Regions from separate parts of the Oryza sativa genome. Here region 1 is linked to region 2. Evidence: chromatin contacts called from public HiCAR-type data. All regions are on one chromosome and are shown on one strand. Each heading gives the region's core, a stretch centred on a gene start, on an enhancer-like site or on the middle of the called end of the contact. The rest is flanking DNA. Distances are from core to core; before and after follow the strand shown.

Region 1 (6,212 bases), core at 3,233-5,732, 250 kb after region 2:
ATATATGCTGAAATACAAAAAGAATGGAAAAAATGTCAGTGATGCACCAAAGCAGCAGTGTCAATAAAAGTAGAAATGTTTTCCATTTGAGGCCCAGTGGTTTTTCTGGCCGACAAATTCTGAGCAAGGCATGCCTTAAGGTTCTTCAAAAAGAAAACACATTGCAACATGACATAGGCAACTGTTCTGAAACTAAACTTGAAATTTAGGTGCATCCAAGGGATTGATTTTTTTATTGATAATATGAATGGTGTTGTTGAACCACATTGTTTCATATAGGTTGTTGCTTATGAATTATTAAGCTCAATTCCACTGCTAGCATGCGTAGCATTCAGTAACAAACAGCGGCTAAAAAAACTACCATCAAAGACAAAATCAACAAGTGGAATCACAACTGTGTTAACATTAGCATTATTTTTAGTCTAACCTTCCATTTCTGTGTGGAACAACAGCAGCATGCTGCCGCGATACAGACTGATGGTCCAACACGAAATCACATGCAGGTACCTGCCTCCCAAATATATGCCTCTTCTTCTCCAGATTGATCCGATCAATGACATCCCCATCCTTCAACACCTCAAGATAGTAAACCCCAGGGCGCGGCTCTATCGCCCAGTCAGGTGGCTGCCACGCTGATTGCCCACCACCGACCTGGGTCCCAGCATGCCCCGGCGCCCCGGTCTCTTGCCCGGCCACCCTCAAACTGGCACCTTGCGGACTCAGGTGACTCTGGCTGGTTCCAACATGTGAATTCTGTGGCAGTGTCAATGGAGCCGGCGGTCCTTTAGCTGTTCTCGCCGCTGCAGGTACATTCTTGGCCGCCGAACCGGATTGAACGGAGAATGGCTCCAAGGCCTGAGCCTTCTTGAAGCGGTCAAGCCCGCCACGGTACATATCCCGAAAGCCACGCTGGTATCACCACCACTTCTGGTCTCTTAATAACACAACAAATCAAGCAACTGATGGCCCTGGCCCCTGCGCACCTGCAGCGTCCAATGAACCCTAGTGAAATTTCGCTAGATTGCCAGCGCAAGAATCTCCGGCCTAAAAAATCAGTAACAGCAACAAACTCAGCACTGGATTTGGATAGCGAATGGAGTACACTACAGACAAAAAGGATTCGATCGATCGATCGGTCGGTCACGGGCTCAGGGCGCAAATCAGGAAAAAGCGAAATCGTTAACAGCTTAGGGCTTACCGAGAGCCGAGAAGTGCTAGCCCGGATTCATCTAGGCTCGGTTGGAAGCTTCCGAGGAGATCGAGGCCGCCGGGGTGCTTCGGTTGCGGCGGCGGCGGAGGGGTTGGGGATGATGGGGATTGGGGTTTGCCTGGTGGCGTCTGCGGACTGCGGCTGCTCGGGCGCTGGTCCGGATGTAGCGGTGGTGGTAACACTCCCCGCCTCGGATCCCCGACTTCCTCGCCCCGCCCCGCCCCCGACTTTTCTCCCCACGGCGGGCGACGGAGGAGCGGCGGCGATGGGAGGGAGGGAGGGAGGGATGGCGGCGCGGGTGTGAGGGGAGCACGCGAGGGAACACGGGGAGCGGGCGGCGCCGCCGGCGCGGAGGGGAGCGAGCGATGGGGTCGATGCGATGCGACTGGCGGCGTGCGTGCGGGGAAGGATCCGGGGATAGGGCTGGAGGATTTGAGCGCCGTGTTTCTTTCTGGGCTGGGCTGGGCTTGGTCGGTTTCTTTGGACATGGGCTGTCACCTGAACTTGAGCCGACCCACGTTGCCATGCCTCCCTGCCACCCTCCGTCCGACTAGGTCTAATCTGATTCCTATTTCTCAACCACAAAACCGGAGTAATTTGATTCACTCAGTGGTTTTGAGAGCGGTTTTCGCTCACATGACACGTGAGGCCTACTTGTTAGTCATCTTTCTCTTTCTTCTCCTTCCCTTGCCATGTCTTTCTCCCCATATTTCCTCTTGCCGGCGGGATACCGGGCGACAGCGGGTGGTAGCAGGATGGTCCTCTAGGTGCTCGCCCACGACGAGCGAGTCCACCACCGAAGCACACGTCGCCCACCCATAGCAGCATGGCCATCTCGCTACTTGTCAATGTCCATCTTCCTCTGATCCTCCCGACAACCAATGAGCTAGCTCGAGACAAAGAGAGGAGAGAAAGAGAGGGGAAGGGGAAAGGACTGAGGGACGGTGGTGCTCCTCTGCCTAGCGCGACCTTCCCTGCACCGATCTACGTGGCAGAAGAAAGAAGGAGGTGGTCGATAAACCCCACCGAGCTGCAAGAAGCGGCCAAAGGGAACGAGATCTGGAGGTCACCACCTCTGCTTGCCCTCTTCAAGTTCCCAGGGGTGGATAAGCCGGCACCACCCATCTCCCTCGTCTTGCTGCAGCCCCGCGCCCAACTGGTTCTACCACCTCCCAGCTCCCTCGCCTTGTTGGCTCCCACCATCCTACTACTGCCAAGCCATCGGATCAACATGTGCCACAACAGCCAAATAGTAGCGATATAGCCGGTTTTGCAGAGGGATGCCAATCAGATTCGGCCGAAAATTGAGGGCCTGAAATAGACTTCCTTTTGACAACCGAACAAAATCATTGACCCATCATAAAAAAAATTGTGAGTACATATAAAATTAAGACAATTCTATATGTATTCACAATTTCTTAATTTCTCCTTTGGCTTTCCTCCACCGTTGTGGTTGAGGAATTGTCGAGTTTGACTATTTATCAGCTGGAGCGTATACACATTTTTTTCTTAATTTCTCATTTGGCTCCACTGTTGTGGTCGAGGAATCGTCGTGTTTGACAATTTGTCTGTCAAAGCATATGCACAATTAAAATTGCTTTAACCTGACTGGTGTAACGCACTGGCATTTTTACTAGTAGAGATAAAGATAGCGATCATATACCGCCATATAGAACGATCATCGGATCAACATGCGCCACATTAGCCAAATAGTGGTGATATAGCCGGTTTTGTGGAGGGATGCCAATCAGATTCGGCCGAAACTTGAGGGAATGAAAATAGACTTCTTTTTTGACAAACGAACAAGGAATAAGTCCACTTTGACTCCCTTAGAAGTGACGCGAATCTAATCCATAACACTCAACCACAAAACCGGATAGGACGACTCATCGAACTATTGAAACCAGTGCAATTTGACTCCCTTAGCGGTTTTGGAGGGCGGTTTTGCTAATATGGCGCTGACGTGACAATGTTGATATAGTATTCGTCCTACGTGGCACTTACGTGGCATTAGATTTTTTAAAAAAAATTCTATGGGACCCATCTGTGATTTACACAAAAAATATTGTGGGCCCCACTGACATGTGGGGCCATATGTCATCCTTTCTCTTCTTCCTCCTCCTCCCTCTCTCTCTCCCTTCTCTCTCTTTCTCTCCCCCTTTTCTCTTCACCTTCTCTCTCGTAGAGCAATCGACGGGTAAGGGCAGCGACAGTGGGCGGGAACCGGAGAGGCGACGGCTTGCGGGAGGGTTGGCGAGCATGTGCTAGAGTGTGCGGCGTGGAAGTGGCCTCCTGTGGCGGTGGGGTGTGCGGGAGAGGCGTGCGACGAAGGGGAGGAAGCCGCGGTGGCGGAGGGCGGGGCGGTGGGCTCGACTAAGCGAGACTTAAGCTTGGTGAGCGACAACCGGCGGTGGAGTAGCGCAGCCGAGGCATGAGGCAGCGGCGGGCGCGAGGACAACACGTAGGGGCTTGAGGCGGCGACGGGGTTTTGTGGAGGCTTTGCAACCTCCGACAACGGCGTTGTCAGTGTCAACAGCGGCGGCGGCGCAGTTGGAGATCCTCCTTGGGCCGGCGGTGCTCCCGGACAACATCGCCTTCAACGCCGACCTCGGCGTGGTCGGGGAAGTCGGCGGCGACAGCGGTGACGATGACAAATATGAGGAGGAGGATGACAAGAAGGAGGAGATGGAGGGGGCATGCGGCAGCCGAATGGTCCAGCCCACCGCCGCCGCCACTTCAGCTTCCGCTGCCGCTCCAGCTCCCGCTGGCCGCTGCTCCAACCCGTGCTCTCCGTGGCCGGCCGAAGGGGAGAAAAGAGAAAGAGAAAGAAAGAGAGAAGGGAGGAAGAAGAAAGAGAGATAGGATGACATGTGAGGCCCACATGTCAGTGGGCCCCACAATTTTTTATGTGTGTGAATGACAAACGGGTCCCACGCATACGTTTTTAATTCAAATGCCACCTAAGCACCATGTCAACCCCACGGACTAGGTCAACAGCGCCACACCAGCGAAACCACCCTCCAAAACCACCAAGGGAGTCAAATTGCACCAGTTTCAATAGTTCGGGGGTTGAGATATCCGGTTTTGCCGTTTAGGGTGTGGATTAGATTCGGGTCACGGGAGTGAAAATGGACTTATTCCACCGAACAAAATCATCGACCCATCATAGAATCCATGGCCCAAAACCCAATACCCAAATCTTTTCCTTCCCACAAGTCCACAACACAAATCCCTAACCCTAAAATCCATTATTCCCCCCACCCGGCTACCCCGAGCGTCAGCTAGCCCGCACGCGATTCGCTCGCCTCGCCTCGCCTCGCCTCGCGCGACGGTGAGAGAGGTGCGCGGGCGGGAGGTATCGGCGGTGGAGGCTGGTCGTCGGCGGAGCAGCGCTGGTGGCTGGCTGGTCAGGGGCGGAGCAGGGCGGCGCTTGAGGTCGACCGGCGGCGGAGCAGCGGTGGGAGTCGAAGGCGCGCCCGACGAGGTTGCCCACCGCCGGCGTCGGGTCGTCGTATGGTTGTGAAGAAGCAGGTTCGGCTCAGTTCCTTTGTTCTTCTCGCTAGCTAAATTGTGTTGGTTTTTCTTAGAATTCCAAGTTTCACAAAAACTGAGAAAACCGTAGACCTAATGCCCACCCCACCCCACCCCTGGATGGCTAGATGGGATTGTCACATCAAATTCGGTTTCGCCTAAGTAAATTCCACCTCATGAAATTCAATTAGTAATTAGCTAGCCGTCGCTGCCTCTTCACTCAGCTGCATCTCCCACAAACGGAACAAAACTTTGAAAACGCTCGCTGGAACCGGCCAGGGAACCTTAGGGGTAGGGGTGGGGCTTGGATAGGTACTCCAAAGGCATTGGTTATTTCTTGATCGCATTCGCTAATTAATAGTAATTTTTAACTAATTACATGTGCCCATTACATAACTTTTGCCTATCGTACTTCTTCTAATATGGACTTGATTACTATTACCTTCCTTCAGCGTAGGAAGAGAGATTTCATTATATGCCACTCCTAATTGGTTTGTAGGGTGAGAGGGGGAGAGGTGGCAATGGTGGCTCCAAAGGAGGGCACTTTGCAGGCGTTGGCGTACTTCATAGTTCCCAGTGAGCTCCCTTCCGGGTAAGGCCATAAAAAAATCCTCATCTCCATTATTGTTCAACAGGAGGAGCAAGAAACTAGGTCAGAAGCGATTTAGCAAGCAAACTAATGGTCTTCCTCTCATTTTTGTTTTTCCTATATGATAGGATCGATCCTGATGCGGCGTTTATTGTGTGTGTTCGGTTTGGTCAGTACACAGCTAAGCTTGATGATGGTAGTAGTGTTCATGTGCCAAGCAAATACGCTGAATGGGTTGTAGACTATCGACAATGCACATTAGAGAGCTTGGAAAAGGATTTTGCAGCCAGGGTAAAATGGGGTAGGTGCCAACAGGTTGTGGTGTATGGATATGACAAGAGAACTGGCAAGGAAACAAAGTTTTTGGATAATATGGATCTAGCGCATGCATTATTTGATTGGAAGAGGGAGAGGAGGCTGATTTTATTTGTGGATGTGGAGGATAAATCTGGTCAATTAGTTACTAGCTCTTCTATTTCAGAGGTAAATGAGTTAGTCATGGGTGAGGTTGTGACAGCCAAGCAAGGTGATGCTCTAGACTCAAGCAATCAACATCTCATTGATTGGGATAGTTTCAAGATATCTCCAATTCTAGAGGAGCAAATAGGTTCTTCAGTGCCCATGATGAAGGAAGATGAAATGTCAATTCCACAAGAGCAAGTTCCTCAGCATGTCATTGATTGGGATGGATTGGAGATAGCTCCAATTCCAGAGGAGCAAATTGGTTCTTCACTACCTGTAATGGAGGAAGATGAAATGTATGATTTTCTTGGACTCAGAACTGAGGATGAGAGAGCGGATCAAGCTAGGCTTGAAGCTGAAAAGCAGAGGGATTCTGCTCCTGGTCCAGCTCCACGTCTTGCACAGCGGGACTTGAACCTT
Region 2 (5,395 bases), core at 2,867-5,366:
ATATATGATTTTTTTTCTCAGGAACCAAATCCTCCAAAATTCCTTGTTTTCCCTTCATTCCAAAGGAGCCCTTAATAATGAATTCATACGATTGTGTGATCCGCCAATTTGTACTCCCTCCATTTCACATTATATGAAGATTTGGTATTTTCATCCCTCGTCTAGATTCACTAATATTCACATAAATTTGAACTGAAACACATACATGGATCTATGTATGAATCTATTCAAAACCCAAAATGACTTATAATGCAAAATAAGTAGCAGTTTGTTCTATTATGGCATCGGGTATGATGATGAATATTAGATGTGGAATTTCAAACCCATTCTCAAGCAATGGCGATCAATAGGAGGAATTCCTTACCTATTCTGACCATCTTTTTCAGATGGATTCTAACCCTCTTCATTGCACAAAAGTTAGCCTTCCATCTGGCCAAAAGAAATAGAGAAGTTTGCTTGTCATATAATAAACAGTGGGGAAATTAAATCACCAAACCAGCATTCTGCTTGAAGCGGGGTCATCATTATTCCCTATTTCACAGCATACGGGATAACATCACATTGCCTTGGGAAAATACCTCATATACTGATCATGTTCTCATAGAACAAGTCTAACAACTGAATCAACATCTTTCTCTCTCTAAAAAATCAACATCATATCAAACAGAGAATGTGCAAGAGAACTCTACAAGACTGCAAGGGACACATCGAACATGGTAACAAGATCGTGGTAACAAAATGAACTAATCGGTATAACCGGTAAATACATTATGATAGTTCTGTCCAACTGCTATCCATGGGAAAAAAATGTATGGCACAATTTACATCTTAGTCCCGTAAAAATATGTTTGGTGTTAGACTGAATTAATTAGCCTTGTCATGAATAAGGAGCATCAGAATTCAGAAGAGTCTTGTAAATGCACAACAATCTGCATCAATATTTTATCATGTTCCCTGGTTTATCTTTTGAACAGAAGATGGGGAACATTGTCACAAAGTGCTCAGGAAATAACCTGCATAACAGAAAACGGTTAATCCCATAATATTATACTCCCTCTATTTCTAAATATTTGACACCGTTGACTTTTTAGCACATGTTTGACCGTTCGTCTTATTCAAAAACTTTTGTTAAATATGTAAAACTATACTTATACATATAAGTATATTTAACAATGAATCAAATAATAGGAAAATAATTAATAATTACTTAAATTTTTTTAATAAGATGAACGGTCAAACATATTTAAAAAAGTCAACGGTGTCAAATATTTAGAAACGGAGGGAGTATTAGTATAGGAGAAAAGCCAAAGAAATAAGGAATATATAACTTACAAAAGTTCATTCTGCAACTTGATGCATAAAGCAGGGCATAGCAGTCCTCAACATGGATAAGGGCTTTCATCCAATAAAAATAGAAATGAGACTGCACTGCATGATATGAAATTGGAACTAGCGCGCCACAGAGGAAACCCAAGCCCTAACTCCCATTCTTTCTTTCTTTCTTTTTGAATCAACTTTCCATTCTTTGGAGGTTTGCGCATCCTAAGTTTTGTCAAGAGTCTTTCTATTCTATCAAAATTACGAATTTTCCACTGAAAACACTACCATGAACCATAATAAACTCGTGGCTCATAATTATCATGATACAAGTCGTCCACATAAAACTCCACCAAATATCAAAGCGCCAAACCACTTATTGGACACAAATCTGCAGAGTACCAACAGAGCTAAGTGAGTTAATAATCTCATAGATATACAAAAGAATGAACACATTTCGGTTCAATGTAAAAACACATACTTCCTGTTGCAATCCAGGCGGTCAGATAAATCAACAGTTGAAATCTGCCATGCTAACTGCGCAGATGCAGCAGCTAGAAAAGGATAGTAAGGCCATGCTGTCCAACATGAGTAAAGTTTGCAGTCAATATCATGTATGCCAATAAATATTTGTTAAACAAGGCATTATGATAACATTCACCAACCAAGGTCAGCACTGTAGCCACTGAGTGCTAAGCTGCCAATGCATGCAACACCGAAGCCACTAATCCAGTGTTTTGTTAAATCTCCAAACCTTAATGCTGTGGACTTGACCCCTACTTTGAGGTCATCTTCTTTGTCCTAGCATATATTTGGATAAGAAATTACGTTATCTACTAAGATGTTATCACTAAGGTAAAACATCAAAAAAAAAAACCATTAGTACCTGATGTGCATATATGGTATCATATACGAGTGTCCAGCATATACCAGCGGTATACAATGGGAGGATGATGGCAGGATCTAAGCTTTCTTTAATGGCAGCCCATCCTAACAAAGCTCCCCAATTAAAGGTCAAGCCAAGATACGCCTGAGGCTGTAACAAATGCATTAAAATGAACACAATTGATCACCGTTGGTGAAATAAGTTCACATTATTATGACTTCCATGTGCTCAGTGCATACCCAAAATGTGAATCTCTTCATCAAGGGATAAGAGAAGACCAAAAAAAGTGAAGATGCCCCAAGAATACGGCTGCACGAAAAATATAACGCAGTGATGGAGGTGAATATTAATGTGCTGACATAAGCAAAAAAAGAAATTGCAGAAATATAAAATGCAAGCAGCTTGTATTTTGTTAAGTGGATAAGAAACTAGACTTAAAACATATTCAGTTTTTGCATTCCAAACTTAGAAGATAAACTCGAGTGTTGCACCAAATATCTCCGTGCTATTTTCTGCACAAAACCTTGAAAAACACCTATTGTTATTTAGTCAAACAAGGCCAATGTACCTATAGTTATTTAGTTGGAGAAGAATGCCCAATCCCAGTAAAAGCTGCAATCCAAGGAAGCCCACTCCTTGTGTAGGGGTTAGAATGCCTGATGCAAAAGGCCTGCTTTTGGTGCGCTCAACCTACAAGAAAACAAATACTTTTCTGTCAAAGATCAAGATGCTGAAATCCCATCAGAGAGTAAACTGCTTTATGTTCCTGGTTGACCATTCCACTGAATTGTTCTTGGAGCAACTGGTGATATGGTGATGACATTTAATATGGTTATTGGTTTTTTAACTTGAAAACTGCAACAGTCTGAAAGGCATTTCTCTTAACAGGAGAAAGTACAACGAAACGGAAACGATTAACACAAATCACCTTGTTATCAATGTCTCGATCAAGAAGATCATTGACCGTGCATCCAGCGCCTCTGAGGAGGACGGCTCCACATCCGAAGAGTGCCAGCATTCTCATGTCAGGCAGCTCCCCCGGCATCGCCGCCATTGAGATTGACCTACGAAGAAAGAAACAAACGGTTCCAGCCTCATGTAGGTTGCTGTGGTGGTGGTGTACTAGTAGCAGCAGTGGTAGATTATAGACAGTATAGTACCAGAAGCAGGGCCACGCGAGGAGCCAGGTGCCGATGGGCTTGTCGAGGCGGGCAAGCATGGCGTAGGGGCGCGCCGCCTGTGGGAGCCACCTGTCAACCCACGAGGACGGAGGCGCCGCCGCGGGAGACGGGTGCGGCGGCGAGGAATCCTCATCCGGGGAGCCGTCGGGGGAGGCGGAGGAGGAGGTAGAGAGGGGAGAGTAGATCGAGAAGGTCGCGGGGAGCAGGATCCCCCTGCCGACGTAGGAGGAAGACGAGACGCGCGGAGGCGGAGGCGGAGGCGGCCAGCTTCGACGGCGGCGGCATAGCGGAGGCGGAGGCGGAGCGAAGTATGGGGCGACGGGACTGGGGCCGTCGGGGCAGGATTCCGGGGTGGTCGGTGGAGGCGGCGAGAGAGCGGAGAGTAAGAGTGGGAGCGGGGCGCGGCGGTGGCGGCGGAGGAGGTCGGCGGCGGCGGCTGCTCGGAGTAGAGCCATGGGCTTGTTTGGAAAAGGAAAAAAAAAAACTAGGGAAAATTTTCGGATCTACAAGGGTTTCCCCACTTGCCAAGTGACAGGAGACAGAGAGAGAGAAAAGAACTGAAGAAGAACAACAAGCTCACCAGGGAGATCTCACCGGAGTGGGAGATGAACTAGAGTCTAGAGGCGGTTGCGGCATCGATGGTGGGCGGCTCTGTGGTTGAGGTTTTGATGGGAGATGGCCGTGCCGTCGAGGGTTGGCCAACGCCGTCGCGGCACCGGCGGAGACAGAGGCCAACGCCGGAGACGGAGGCAGTCGCAGCTATACCGGGCCAAACGGGCGGCCCGGCTCAGCCCGGCCCGTTAGGCACGGCTTCTGTAGCGGGCCGGCACGGACCCATCAATGGCCCATGGACCTAGTCAGCCCGTTGGCACGGTCGGCCCGAAGTGAGGCTGGGCTGCTGGGGAGCGCGGCACAGGCGGAAAATGGAGGCGGGAGTGGCTCAGCGCCTCAGCGGGCGGGCGCGCGGGGGACCGCGAGACGCACGGTCTCATGGAGGACAGCGATTGCACAGGATACTACCCCCACCAGGGAGTGTATTGGGCATGTTCCTAGCTCCCAATATTTAATTTTAGTAGCATTTCTATATGATCGCTGCTCGATAATTCTTTCGCATAGACTGAAGGTTGATTCGGAGGATACCGAAGATACGGGCACCGTCAACACATCCCGTGCTAGTTTTGAAAGCACAGGATATGACATCTTGTGATCGTTCCACCATCGAGTAGATGATTCATGGTTGATAGCGTCGCTATCCAAATAGTTGGACAACTCTTCAACGGGACCATGCGATCTAGCGTCACCACTTGCTGCTGACGAACTACTACACCACCATGGCTAGAAGATGAGCCACCCCAAATTCTGCTCCACTGTAACTTTTTCTTACCTGCTGCAGGGGCTGGTGGGGGTCTTTGCAAATGAACTCCTTGAAACTTTAATTCATACTTCCCAAATACCTCATAAAATTAGTTTTAACATCAGAATAATAGGAATAATCAATATTAATTATCTCCAATAATTGATAGAATATTGAGGAATCCCCGTAATTTTCCCCTAGAATCAAGAATAAATGCAAAAGCGTAAAACATGGGGGGATGTTTTTCCAATATTTAAGATATTTTTGTTTCATACTAGAGACTGCGGACATTAAAAGTTCACCATTTTCATACTCTTTCAACAGAGTGGCAATTTCAAGAATATTATGCAAAATTAAATTAGTTGCTGGATGATATACTTGAGATAAAAGAAGAGTACAGTTATGAAATGTTTCAAGAAATTGATTGAACCTTTCAATTCGACAATATGCCAAGTACGGTCAATTGGTATTGCCTGGCTGTCCCTGTTTGTTGGTCTATTACATGTTGAAGAAAAACAGTAAGTAATTATCCTTTAACATATAATAAGTGGCATTCCGTCGATGTTCCGCATCGGTTATAAACTTACGTCGGGGCTTATTCGATGCACGACAATACCTTTTTCGTTGTGCAATCCGTGGGTTTGAAGCAGTTAACCA

What was found. HiCAR-type assays count read pairs that join an accessible place to other places.
Region 1: a HiCAR-type map of leaf shows a contact between it and region 2, with 2.7 times the contacts expected there. The contact joins the promoter of LOC4345278 here to the promoter of LOC4345268 in region 2. A contact is called at or near these places in 1 of 15 Hi-C or Micro-C datasets (panicle) and 1 of 4 datasets of contacts at active chromatin or transcription factors (leaf).

Annotation. Positions count from the first base shown.
Region 1 is chr8:14,394,100-14,400,311 of ASM3414082v1, forward strand. It overlaps LOC4345278, which reads left to right and starts at 4,483. Exons shown (of 7, transcript XM_015795023.3): 1 at 4,483-4,741; 2 at 5,241-5,333; 3 at 5,459-6,212. The coding sequence starts at 5,263. It overlaps LOC4345277 (protein phosphatase 1 regulatory inhibitor subunit PPP1R8 homolog), which reads right to left and starts at 1,611. Exons shown (of 4, transcript XM_066303624.1): 1 at 1,199-1,611; 2 at 428-983; 3 at 1-7. The coding sequence starts at 894.
Region 2 is chr8:14,145,707-14,151,101 of ASM3414082v1, forward strand. It overlaps LOC4345268 (4-hydroxybenzoate polyprenyltransferase, mitochondrial), which reads right to left and starts at 4,117. Exons shown (of 9, transcript XM_015793105.3): 1 at 3,364-4,117; 2 at 3,132-3,267; 3 at 2,772-2,893; 4 at 2,443-2,512; 5 at 2,204-2,353; 6 at 1,983-2,118; 7 at 1,799-1,895; 8 at 1,333-1,708; 9 at 562-1,013. The coding sequence starts at 3,839. The coding sequence ends at 1,639.